Regions from separate parts of the Sus scrofa genome. Here all the other regions are linked to region 1. A link is a contact called in public Hi-C data. All regions are on one chromosome and are shown on one strand. Each heading gives the region's core, a stretch centred on a gene start, on an enhancer-like site or on the middle of the called end of the contact. The rest is flanking DNA. Distances are from core to core; before and after follow the strand shown. Region 1 has its middle 13 kb from the start of CCDC85C. Region 2 overlaps CCNK (cyclin-K). Region 3 overlaps CCDC85C (coiled-coil domain-containing protein 85C).

The links. Hi-C and Micro-C count contacts between places; a contact is called where the count stands out from the background.
Region 2: a contact with region 1 is called in a Hi-C map of omental adipose tissue, with 3 times the contacts expected there. The contact joins two enhancer-like sites. A contact is called at or near these places in 1 of 5 promoter capture datasets (fetal liver), 22 of 47 Hi-C or Micro-C datasets (alveolar macrophages, brain, embryonic fibroblasts and 12 more) and 2 of 2 datasets of contacts at active chromatin or transcription factors (alveolar macrophages and skeletal muscle).
Region 3: a contact with region 1 is called in a Hi-C map of omental adipose tissue, with 1.8 times the contacts expected there. The contact joins two enhancer-like sites. A contact is called at or near these places in 1 of 5 promoter capture datasets (fetal liver), 20 of 47 Hi-C or Micro-C datasets (alveolar macrophages, brain, embryonic fibroblasts and 12 more) and 2 of 2 datasets of contacts at active chromatin or transcription factors (alveolar macrophages and skeletal muscle).

What each region holds. Positions count from the first base shown.
Region 1 is chr7:120,608,064-120,612,139 of Sscrofa11.1, forward strand. No RefSeq gene overlaps it. Among named protein-coding and RNA genes, the nearest start is that of CCDC85C, 13 kb to the left of the region's middle. Within about 2 kb of position 2,263, at least 1 of the 83 cell types and tissues checked has an H3K27ac peak or open chromatin away from gene starts, as enhancers often do. A contact at or near this core is called in omental adipose tissue, where this site is marked.
Region 2 is chr7:120,510,393-120,514,468 of Sscrofa11.1, forward strand. It overlaps CCNK (cyclin-K), which reads left to right. Exons shown (of 13, transcript XM_001925518.6): 10 at 808-879; 11 at 2,482-2,802; 12 at 2,805-2,876; 13 at 2,879-3,831. The coding sequence ends at 3,105. Among named protein-coding and RNA genes, the nearest start is that of CCNK, 25 kb to the left of the region's middle. Within about 2 kb of position 2,404, at least 6 of the 83 cell types and tissues checked have an H3K27ac peak or open chromatin away from gene starts, as enhancers often do. A contact at or near this core is called in omental adipose tissue, where this site is marked.
Region 3 is chr7:120,529,587-120,533,662 of Sscrofa11.1, forward strand. All of the region lies in intron 2 of CCDC85C (coiled-coil domain-containing protein 85C), which reads right to left. Among named protein-coding and RNA genes, the nearest start is that of CCNK, 44 kb to the left of the region's middle. Within about 2 kb of position 2,360, at least 6 of the 83 cell types and tissues checked have an H3K27ac peak or open chromatin away from gene starts, as enhancers often do. A contact at or near this core is called in omental adipose tissue, where this site is marked.

The sequences.
Region 1 (4,076 bases), core at 1,013-3,512:
GCTTCAATTCCATTCTGTTGGTTTCAGTCCCTTGTTCCACCTGCTGAGGTTCCTGGAAATGCCCTGTCCTCGTGGGGGGTGCCATTGGCACATCTGATAAGCTAGCCTCCCGGGGCTCCATGCAGGTGCTGTTTTGAAACCTGTAGAGCTTAAGGCAGAGACCTCGGGCTCTACAGCAGGTTGCAGCAATTCCCAAGCAGCGCTATGGCCTGGGCTCACTCTCTTTAGAGAGTTTTGCCTTCCCTCCTAACTGCTCTGCTTTCCCCTCTCTGCATTCCACCAAAAAGACAGCATAAAGAGTTTGTCCCCTCAACACAGTATTATCTGTCACACCTCCATGTCTTGGGCCACACGTTCTCTTTGTCTCAGATGCCCTGCCCCCTCTTCCTTACCTGGCTGAGGTTTGTAAAGTCCTTCTCCGCGCCCCCCATCCCCGACCCATCAGGCTCCCACAGGCCCCTGGATTCCCTGACGTGGCCCCCATCGCTGTGCTGGCCCTGTCTGCCCAGCCCCCGCTTACACTCTGGGATCCCGAGGTCCCTCCAGCCCAGGCAGGACCCAGCCCACACAGAGGCAGCACTGGGGCTGTTGAAGGAGCCTGGGCTCGGGGCCGGCCAGGCTTAAGCAAAGGGCTGAACCTCTCTGACCTCGGCCTCCTCCTTTGTCCAATGGGCATCCTCGCTAGGTCAAGGGTGAGGGCAAAATGCTCACTGGATGAGCTCTCTGTGCTCACCCACGAAGTGAATGAGCCACGGCCCTGTCCTCAAGTTCACAGCCTGACGGGGAGTGGGAAGGGCCCTGAGAGTCGTGCCTTAAATGAGACTAATACGCCATGGGAGCCGCCAAGGGGGAAACAGTGATTCAGGTGGGAAGCCAGGAGGGCTTCGTGGTGAAGGAGACGCTTGTGCTGGGCTCGAAAGGGGGCTCCGCATTTCTGTAGGCAGCAGAGGTAGGAAAGAACATTCTAGCCTTGCTGGGGGTGCTCCTTCCTACAGACGTGCCAGCACTGGCTTTTATCACTTTATCACTTTAATGCTGCATCTGCACTTTAATGCTGGCACAAACTTATTCTGCATTCCTTTGAATGCCTGATTCCCTTTAAGGCTGGCTCTGAGCACCACCGTGGGATTCCAGGGAAATCCTTCTTTGTTAGCCCAGGAATGTGCCATGAGCTCAGCCCAGGAGAATCTGGGCGATTTTTGGAAGCAGTGCATCTGAGATGGCAATAGCCACCTTGGCGGGAGAGGGGGGCAGGACCCTGGCATGGCCCTGGCAGCACCAGCCTCCCTGGGGCTGCGGCTCACATGATTTGAGGAACACGAAGAGCCTTTTCTAGCTGCCTGCTGGCCTGAGACACACGCCGCCGCAAATCCTACCATCAGCCATGATCCTCTTAAGACAGGGGCCTCTCTTAAAAATGGAAATATTTTGTCTAGGAGAAAGAACCCTTTGCTTTATTATTGAGGCAAGGGAAATTGGAAACCTGCATTTCTTTTTTGGGTTTTTTTTTTTTTTTTTTTTTGTCTTTTGTCTTTTTTTGTTGTTGTTGTTGCTATTTCTTGGGCCACTCCCGTGGCATATGGAGGTTCCCAGGCTAGGGGTTGAATCGGAGCTGTAGCCACCGGCCTACGCCAGAGCCACAGCAACGCGGGATCCGAGCCGCGTCTGCAACCTACACCACAGCTCACGGCAACGCCGGATCCTTAACCCACTGAGCAAGGACAGGGATCTAACCCGCAACCTCATGGTTCCTAGTCGGATTCGTTAACCACTGCGCCACAACGGGAACTCCTGTTTTGTTGTTGTTGTGTTGTTTGGTTGGCTTGCCTGCGACGTGCGGAGGTTCCCGGGCCAGGGATCAAATCTGCGCCACAGGAGCGACGGAGCTGCTGCAGTGACCACACTGGATCCTTAAGGCTGAGCCACAAGGGAACTCTGAAACTTTTATTTATTTTTTTAAATTCATTTTTGGCCACGCCCATGACATGTGTAAGTTTCCCGGCCAGGGATCAAACTCCTGCCACAGCAGCAACCCAAGCCACAGCTGTGACAATACCAAATCCTTAACCCACTGTGAAGCTTACTTTTATTAAGTCCCAGGTGCTTTGTTAGCAAGGGAAAGGAAGAAGGAAACCTCCTGTTATCAAGCACGCACTCCCTGGGCTGAGCACTCCTGCCCCGTCTTCAGATCCACAAGGCAGCCTGGCCAGGTGGGGGAGTTCCCCAGACCTGCAGGCGAGCGGTTGGAAACCCCAAAGGGCCAGGGGCAGAGCCAGAATTCAAGCCCAGAGCAGACTCTCCGCCTCTCTCTGCTCCCAACACCCAACGCCACCTCCTCCTCCTTCTTGGAGGGGGGTCTTCCTGGAGAGTGCGAGGGTCCTGGACGCCCCTACACACCCCTCACCAGTTCCACTGCAGCCCTGCCTCCCACCAGCTGGAGGCCAGAACAATCGCTTCGCCTCTTGAATTTCCCTTCATCTGTGGATGGCACAGCAAAAGCACCTACCCCACATGGCTGCTATGGGCACAGAAGGAGCTCTGCAAAGCCAGTGACACTTCCTGGGTGAGGGATCAGCAAAGGACAAGTCTGGTCTCCTGCGGCGTATCCCTCTGCCCAGGCAGAGCCGTTTTCAGCCAGGGCCGGACCCAGGGGCTGTCTCTGACTCTAGCAGCGGCAGGTGTGGGGCCAGGCTTCTCCCTACCGTGTCCCCATCCTGGGATCTGGGGAGAGAAGGCAGGTGGTGGCCAGGACAGCTGGCTTGTAGGAGTGAGTTTGTTCACAGGACCGGTGGCCACCTCCCCCCAGTCCCCCATGTTCGAGTGACCACAATCGGAGTCCCATCTCTTCTCCCCAGGAGCCTTGTTCGCTACAGAGAGAAGGCCAAATTCAGAGTCCCTGCCTGCACCACTGACCCTGGCCCCTCTCTAAGGCCCAAAGCAAGTCTCCAGCCTCCTGAGCCTTGGTCACCCTATCTCCAAAATGGGCAGCCCAGGAGTTCCCAGTGCGGCTCAGCAGAAACAAACCTGACATCCAAGAGGAGGCAGGTTCGATCCCTGGCCTCGCTCAGTGGGTTAAGGATCCAGCGTTGCCATGAGCTGTGGCATAGGTCGCAGATGCAGCTTAGATCCCACGCTGCTGTGGCTGTGGTGTAGGATGGCAACTCTAGCTCCGATTCGACCCCTAGCCCGGGAACCTCCATATGCCGAAGGGGTAGCCCTAAAAAGAAAAGACAAAAGGGCTGCCCATCCAATCACATCTCCTTAACAGAGCAGAGTCTGCAGAAATAATTAGTCCCTGGCCTTGAGCATGACGTGCAGAAGCCACTGGCCAAGGGCGTCTGCTGCAGCCCTGGGAACTTGGCAGGGTTCCTGGGGTGCCGGCAGGCTCACACCATAGGCATAGGGTAGCATCTTGGGGCCCCTTTCCCGTGGCTGCGGCTTGGTCTCCACTGGGCTGGCCAGGACTCTGCCCTGTGCAGCCCCACCCCCAGGCAGCCCATGGGAATTGACACCTCTCTGCAACCTCAGCCCACTTGGCAGAGGAGGAAACTGAGGCCAGGGAGCTCAAGTCGCCGGCTTGCTGCCAAGGTCTTGCTGCCAAGGTGTGCCAGTCTGCCTGACGCAAGGTCTGGCCTCCCAACCATGACACCAAAACTGCTTCCGAGGTTATTACTGTCATCACAACAGAATACTCATAATAGTCGTAATTATTGTTATTGAGGGCAGTGCCCTTGCCAGGCCGGTCTGGGTGGCCCCATCACTGGGCCTGGGTGTCTGCTCGGATGTTCAGGGTTTGGCAGGGTTTTGTCCCAGCCGCCCCCGGGACGAGGCTAAAGATGTGAGGCCCCTTCATGCAACCTGGGTCAACAGCATAGATGCCCTGGCCAAACAGATCCTGGACTCAGGCAGCCACTCAAACCCTATCTGCTTCTAGAAGCATTTGGTGGTGGATACAGCAGATTCCCAGATGAGAACCTTGAAAATTCAACTAGAAGCACTCTCTGTTTTGATAAAACACCGTCCTGGAGTTCCCGCTGTGGCACAATGGGATCGGCAGTGTCTTGGGAACGCTGGGA
Region 2 (4,076 bases), core at 1,154-3,653, 98 kb before region 1:
GCAGACAAACAGAAAGACAGAGAGCTTTCCATTTGTGGGTGCAGTCTCTGCTTTCATCAGCAGAAGGTGTTGCCTGTGGTGTAGACTGTCTAGGCAGCTTAGCACAGTCCCTGAGGATGCTGCTCACATGCAGCCGCTCGACCTTGCAGGGTAGGCAGTTTCCTCTGTCCCAGGTGGTCCAGTCACCAGCCTCTAGATCCCTGCTGGCGCCAGTTAATGGGCTGCCTCTGCTGTGCCTGCCACCAGCTGGGAGTAAATATTTGTGAAAGAGAAAATAATGGAGGTTCCCAGGCTAGGGGTCAGATCAGAGCTGTAGCCGCTGGCCTACACCACAGCCACAGCAACGCGGGTTCTGAGCCGCATCTGCAGCCTACACCATAGCGCACAGCAACGCCGGCCCCTTCACCCACTGAGTGTTCTTGCGTTCTGTATATTAGTGAGGACCCGCCGATGGAAAGCACGTGGTAGCTGAGGTGCCTCCTCTGCTCTCAGACCTTGGGGGGCTTGTCTTCAATGGGCGGGGAGCAGTGGGGTGCCCGTGGTGAGCGGGCTGACTGTAAGGAGCTAGCGGGAGGAGGTGGGAGGCCTAGGTGGGGGCTGTATTTGGTTTGCTCTTTCTTTTAAAAGGATGGTGCCTTCCTCAGTCCCTTAAAATCTTGTCCATAACAGTTTTACCCCCAAAATTCCTTAGGACGAAGGACATTTCTTTCCCTGCCTCTCTCCCCGCTGCTCTCTCTCTCCCCTTCTCTCTCTCTGACATGTTTATTCACACAAAGAGTAACTTTTTCATCAATTTTTTCCTTTTAGAACCCCCACCACCTAAAATTGCCAAAATTGAGACCACCCATCCTCCTTTGCCGCCAGCCCACCCACCTCCAGGTAAGTGTCTGCCAAGGGAGCTGGGAAGACCAGCTGTTCTCTGCCTCTTTGAAGGGCAGACTCGGGACTTCCTGAAGAAAGTTTAGAAGACTTGCAGACGTTTAAAAAGGCAGTAATGACCTAGGATCTTTTAGAAAATTGTTTTTTACAAACCAGATAGTTTGAGGGTGTTCTGAATGTTCTCAGACCTCAGACCTCTCATATCCATAAATGGTGAACTACCCACGGTAAGTGGATTTAGAGTCACTTTTAGTAAAACGAAGCCCCGCCAGTGTAGGGAGGCTGTCCAGACCCAGGGCAGGCTTGCTGTGGGTCCTAGACCCCAGTCTTTGGCCGCTGCTTCCTGTTGGCAGGATGTCTCCTAAGTACATTTTGAAGAAGCAGCAGTTGTTTGTGAGGTTCCGGGGAGAACAGAATGAGGAGTTCTCTGCAGACATACAGTGAGCTAGGAAGAAAGTTGTAGAGGACTCTCCTGCTTTACCTGTGACAGCCTTGTGGAAGGTGGAGTGTTCTACCAGAGAAGGCAGGGGTTCATGTGTAGGTATTCCAGAGGCTTCTCTGGGGGTGGGGTATCAGTCTCACTGCTGGGGCGGCGAGAGGTGTGGGGCCGCACAGAGCACGGGGTGTTGGGATGTCAGGCTCGCCCGCCATTTTCATGCCATCTCATCCCTTTGGTCAACTCAGACGTTCTGCTGAGCATCGAGCCCGCAGACAGTGATGTGCAGTGTGGCAGTGATGCACTGTGGCAGTGGTGTGCAGCGTGGCAGTGGTGTGCAGCCTGGCAGTGATGCACTGACAGTGGTGTGCAGCATGGCAGTGATACACTGTGAGTGGTGTGCAGTGTGGCAGCGGTGTGCAGTGTGGCAGGGGTGTGCAGTGTGGCAGTGATGCACTGTGGCAGTGGTGTGCAGCGTGGCAGTGGTGTGCAGCCTGGCAGTGATGCACTGACAGTGGTGTGCAGCATGGCAGTGATACACTGTGAGTGGTGTGCAGTGTGGCAGGGGTGTGCAGTCTGGCAGTGATACACTGTGAGTGGTGTGCAGTGTGGCAGGGGTGTGCAGTCTGGCAGTGATGCACTGTGACAGTGGTGTGCAGTGTGCAGTGTGACAGTGATACACTGTGACAGCGGTTTGCAGTATGGCAATGATTCAGTGTGACAGCGGTGTGCAGTGTGACAGCGGTGTGCACTGTGACAGCGGTTTGCAGTGTGGCAGTGGTGTGCAGTGTGGCAGCGGTGTGCAGTGTGGCAGTGATGCACTGTGACCCTGGTGCTGGGCTCACCATCTCTGGAGACAGGCAGAAAGAAGGGGCCCCAGCTCTGCTCTGGGCACCACGGGACTGCCTGTGTCTCGTGTGCTTGGGACAGAGGGAGGGACACCCAGAGTGGCTGGAGGTGAGGCCTGTGTGACAGGACACGGCCTGTGCCGTCTGGCCGCAGAGGTGCCAGCTGCTCGCGCTCCTCTGGGAAGACGGCAACGGGCGGCAGCCCGCAGGCGCTAGGGCCGGGCTGGGAACCACCGAGGGAGCCGGTGGGTTCACGGGGCCCCCCGCGGCCCTGGCGGGGCCGGGCCAGGCCGGCGGTGACCCGGCGCTCCTCTGCAGACCGCAAGCCGCCCCTCGCGGCGGCCTTAGGCGAGGCGGAGCCGCCCGGCGCCGTGGAAGCCGGCGACCTCCCCAAGGTGCAGATTCCGCCGCCGGCGCACCCGGCGCCCGTGCACCAGCCGCCGCCGCTGCCGCACCGCCCGCCGCCGCCGCCGCCGTCCAGCTACATCACCGGGATGTCCACCACCAGCTCGTACATGTCGGGAGAGGGCTACCAGAGCCTGCAGTCCATGATGAAGACCGAGGGCCCCTCCTACGGCGCCCTGCCCCCCGCCTACGGCCCGCCCGCCCACCTGCCCTACCACCCGCACGTCTACCCCCCAACCCGCCCCCGCCGCCCGTGCCGCCGCCGCCCGCCTCCTTCCCGCCGCCCGCCATCCCGCCCCCGACGCCCGGCTACCCCCGCCCCCGCCCACCTACAACCCCAACTTCCCGCCCCCTCCCCCGCGCCTGCCCCCCACTCACGCAGTCCCGCCGCACCCGCCCCCGGGCCTGGGACTGCCGCCGGCCAGCTACCCACCCCCTGCCGTCCCCCCGGGCGGACAGCCCCCCGTGCCGCCGCCCATCCCCCCACCCGGCATGCCGCCCGTCGGGGGGCTGGGGCGGGCCGCCTGGATGAGATAACGCGCCGCCTTCCCCCCCCCCTCCCCTGTTTTTTAAAGACAAAAGTTTTTTCTAATGAACCTGAGAAGTAGTTTCAGTGGCGAAGCAGCAGGGTACCTTGTGTGCTACTAACTAGACAGACAGTTGCAGTGTAAGCAGTGGACCGGGCCTGAGATGAAGGTAGCGGTTCTCCACTGGACCTGGAGGACCCAACAGCAGCGCCCAGCGGAGCCCGGGCCGCCGGCCGGTGGTGAGCTGTGTGCTTGCTTTCAGCTGGTGTCTGCAAGTCCTGCCCTGGGTTACTTTGCACTAGTGAGAATGCGAACCAGCCACATTGGCTCAAGGAATAGCTGCCCTAAGGAGTGAACTTCCTTCTAGCAATCAGTGCCTATTTTCCCTGGAAACTCCGTTTTCCACCGCCCAGGCCCATGCGGAGCCAGTCAAGCTGTTGTTGCTTTCCTTCCAGGACACCAGGAGGCTAGGGAACCACTTTGGTTTGGAGTCTGTACATCCTTTGTATTAAAGTTATTTTGAAGGGGTTGCCTTGGTGGACGCCTCTTTTCTTTGTCCTCCTGGAGCAGGGGAGCGATGCACCGGGAAGTACTGTATGTTTACATCCATTTGCAAATTCCTGTACATAGAGATCTATTTTTTAAGTGCGAATGTAACACCATACTGTGAATTCCATCTTGGTTACAAGCGAGACTCTTTCAGCCAATTATCCAAATAAAACCAGTTCTGAAACGACCCTTTTGTTCTGAGCAGAAGGAGGGGCCCCCGGAACTGAGCAGCCCCTGGGTCTGCTGCCCAGAGGCACACCTCGCTCTGGACCCCGGGGGCCGCGGGGGTTGGCTTTGGAGGAGGCCGCTTGGGACTGTCAGTGCCCCCTCATCGGCTCCTAGTCAGACAGGGTTTGGATTTGGAAACCTCCCCATTCCTGGCCTACGGCCTGGTGAGGGGCCTCGGCCCTGGTCCTCCGCCTGCGACAAAGG
Region 3 (4,076 bases), core at 1,110-3,609, 78 kb before region 1:
TCAAAACTCAGACATGGGGGAAAAAGGAGCAGTTCATCAGGGACCAAGCCTGGCTGAGTGGGCATCTTGAAAAATCCCAGGTTCCCGGAGTTCTGGCTGTGGCGCAATGGGATTGGCAGTGTCTTGGGAGCGCTGGGACACAGGTTCGATCCCTGGACCAGTACAGTGGGTTAAGGATCCGGCATTGCGGCCACTGCAGCTTAGGTTGCAACTGTGGCTTGGATCTGATCCCCAGTCTGGGAATTCCATAAGCTGCAGGGCAGCCAAAAACGAAAAAGGAAAAAAGAAAGAAAAAATCCCAGGTTCTCACGACCAGGAGGAGAGAAGGGCAGGTGCTGCCTGGGGGGACAGAAGGAGGAGGTTCTGGTGGGCGTGGCACGCATGGAGCAGCAACGCCGCCGTCACTCCTATCTTACAGGTGAGGGGACAGAGGCACCAGGACATGAGGTAGTTTGCCTAAAGCCACACGCAGTTGAGCGCTGAGCAGGGATCATATGAAGTCAGACTCCTCCAGGGCCCAAACCTACTTACACCATCAGGCCGACACCACCACTGCTCCAGGCTGAACTGTGTCCCCACCAAATTCATATGCTGACCCCAGCTGCCTAAGCCCCTTCCTCATCCCCCAACCTCCCGCGCCCGGTTCTTGGTCACACAGCCCCACAGACTCATGCAGTCAGCCATCCTGGGAACTCCTCTGCCCCCCAGGCCTCAGTGTCCCCATTCACGCTTGGTGTAAATCCTGGGGTCATTTCCAACCTGACTGTTCCGCAAGCCCATGTGGCACAGGCCGGATGGGAAGAGCCAGCACCGGGACAAGGAGGAGGGGGGTGCCTGGCTGCAGCCGCCGGCCTGGACCACTGCCTCCACTCCCCCAGCTGGCCGCCTGCTCTTGCTCTTTTGTGAGGCTGGCTTCTGGGCACACGCGGAGCCTGCATTTATCAGCCCAGCAGGGAAGCGAACGCAGGAACCGTCAGAGCGGAGGCCCCCGGGCATCAATTACAGCCTCCCCCAGCCCAGCCGGCCAGGCATGGCATCCACGGGAAAAATCAAAACGGGTACCGGGCTGAGATGAATCATCGCAGAGGAAGCAGCTGTGTTGATGAAATTTTAAAACCGACACGAGAAAGAAAATACGAACTGCAATACAGTAATTTAGCCTGTGAACACTAAAGGCACATTTTTAATTAAAGCTATTTCGGAGTTAAACAGAGGCCATGGGGGGAGGGGTGGGCAGTCGGGAACGGGAATCCACAGAGGCCTCCGCCCTCCGACCCAAATCCAAAGCCGTGTCACCTAAAGACAGTTATAAGAGTACCACTGCTCTCTCCCCCCTTTTGCCAAAGGCAGATCTGCCACATTGCACAGAGCTGGAGGTTTCTGTGCAATTTGATTCCATCGACAAGACTTAGCTGCCAAAATCTCACAAGCCAGAGCCCAGGAGGCAGAGCCCAGAACCCTACCCGTGGCAGCAATCTCCTCCAATATTCCCAAACACGGCCATCCATCCCCACATCCGTCCAACCACCCTTGATTACCTCCAACGATGATCCACTCACTACCTCATGAAGCAGCTCTCCCTTGGTGAAGCAGACCTTGCTTATTCTGGGCAAGAACCAGCCTCCCCTCTTGGCCTAAGAGACTATGTGGGGTGCAGGCAGGGCTCCCCAAGATGCATCTGCCAAGTCATTGGAGATGCAGATGTGACCGCTGGGTAGCTGATAGCCCAGCAGGGGTGGGGGGCCCAGCTCCACAAGAGAGGGTCCTGACACCCTGTCAGCAAAACAGTGCAGCCCCTGGGTCTGGGAGAGCTCAGGGCCGGGCCACCTAGGGGTGGCTGGTGAAGGCCACTGGCAGGAGGCCAGGAGGAAGAAGGCTATAGAAACCCCATCTTCCCTGGACCCCCTCAAAATGAGACCAGTACTCTCTTTGTGGGCCAAGCCCTGCCCATGGGGTTGTACCCCCTCCGCTGTGCTCCCATAGCCCGCCTGTACACCTGAGCCTACTGGCAGGGAAAGAGTGAGACTGCCCCCTGAGGACAGGCTCTGCCTGGGTACCGCTGTACCCCCACGATGTACCCCCACACACAGGAGGTGAGTGTGTGGGGGTACATTGACTGAGTGCCCACCTAACAGGGGAACAAGTGGAGGCCAGGGCAGGGGAAGTGGCTTGAGGGTCCTTATAAAGCTGGTGCCCTCTGAGCCGCCCCGGGAACCCAAAGGCAGGCAAGGTGTCAGCTGCTGCCGGGAAACCTGGAGCAGGCCAGGGAGGCCCTTCTCTCCCTGTTTCTCACGCCTCCTGTGCAGCTCAGAAGGGCAACGCCTCCTCCACAGCCAGCAGCATCCACCCCCGTTCAAGGCCAAGCCCTGGCAGCAGGTGGCGAGGGCAGCTGGAGCCCTGCCCATGACCCTGGACATGCCCTGCCAACACCCCGGCCCCTGGGTGCCTTTGCAGACTGTAGGTTGAGGGTCAGCCCCTCGGCTGAAGCAAGGGGACAAGATGATACAAGGCTGGCCTGCAGTGCACCCGTGGCCGCACGGCTGCCCCAGTGCCACACGGCTGCCCCTTCTCAGCCAAGCTGACACAGGCTCACAGAGAGACCTGGGCAAGACCCCCGCCTGCCAGCAGAGCCCTCGTGAGGAGGAGGCAGGCATGGGACCCGGTGTCCAGCTCCATGACACACACAAGCACACGTGGCTGTCACCAGAGCAGCACGGCTTTGCACCTTCACCAGGGAGAAGGAAAAGTTCTACCAAAAACCAGGAACCTGGAACACTGCCGCTGAGCAGGCCCAGCTCTCAGCACTTCTCCTGGACGAGCCAGGCCAAAGCCCGATCTTGACCTTTAAGCCCAATCTCACCTGCAACCGGCAAGCCTGGGCAGCGCGGGGTGGGGGGCCCAGGCGACAGGCCACCCCCCCATCTGACAAACCTCTGTGCCCAGAGAGCCTGGCCTGAGCATGGGTACAGGTCAGGGACAGACCTGCACTGCTGCTGCCTGCAGGACAAGGGCCCAAACCTGACTCCAGGAGCAGGTCAGAGCAGGCTGGGGGAGGGGAGGAACCAGGCAGAGACACCCCCTGCCCAGGTGGCAGCCGCCCCCCTCATGCTCCAGACATGGCACCCCGTCAACCTCCACCTCTGCGTATGCGGGTGGGGAGCGGGGGAATGACACAGCTGTGGGGGCTCCCTGGGGAGACCGGGGGTGCCCCGAGGGAGGAAGGAGGAGGAAGGACTGCCCCCTGCAGCCTGAGTGCGTGCACAAGGCCAAGGCCACCACGGGAACCTGGGTGTCTTCTCCCTGAGGGACAAGGTGGCCTAGGGGAGCAGAGGCCACGAGGTCAAGGGACACTTCCGTTCCTGTCCTTAGAAACAGGACCACAAGCAACACCCTGCTGGGACAGCAGAATAAGGCTGCAAACAGCATCCTGAATTGGGGGCCTGAGCTCTGCTTCTCCCCAGAAACAATGACACAAAGGACAGCTGGATCTGGGCAGACTCGAAATCACCCCCACCCCCACCAGAGTCCCCCACCGCCCCACAGTGGTCCTGGCCTTCATTGTGCCATATGCGAGTGACTGCGTCCCCTCCTCCACCGGCTGGAAATCAGCCCCAGGTCAAGGCCCCCAAGTCCTGGTGCTGCCCCCACCCCTGCAGTCACTTCTGCCTGCAGCTCCCACAACCCACCTTCCACCCCCTAGCAACCAGCACCAGCCCAGGTCAGGCCCACTCAGGGCGTTTGGGTGTCAGGAGGCCTACCCACTGCCTCGGACACTCCTCCCTGCCCCCGGCAGTCCTGAGGACCTGGCACTCCTTGTGGCCAAGCCCCTCTGCCATACAGCACCCAACACCAAAGCGGGAAGTCTGAAAACGGGCCTTGCCATTCAAGGCCTGGCTACGCTCCGATGTGGACGCGGTGGTCCTGGGGTGTGGAGGACGGAGGGCCCAAATGAGGCGTGTATTCCGCAGCATCCTGCGGGGCTGGGAGAGTTATCCTGCCACCTGCGCAGGGGGGGAGGGGAGGGAGGGCAGTCGTGGGCCTGCACACATCCCAGCAGCGCCCAGGGGCAGAGAAGG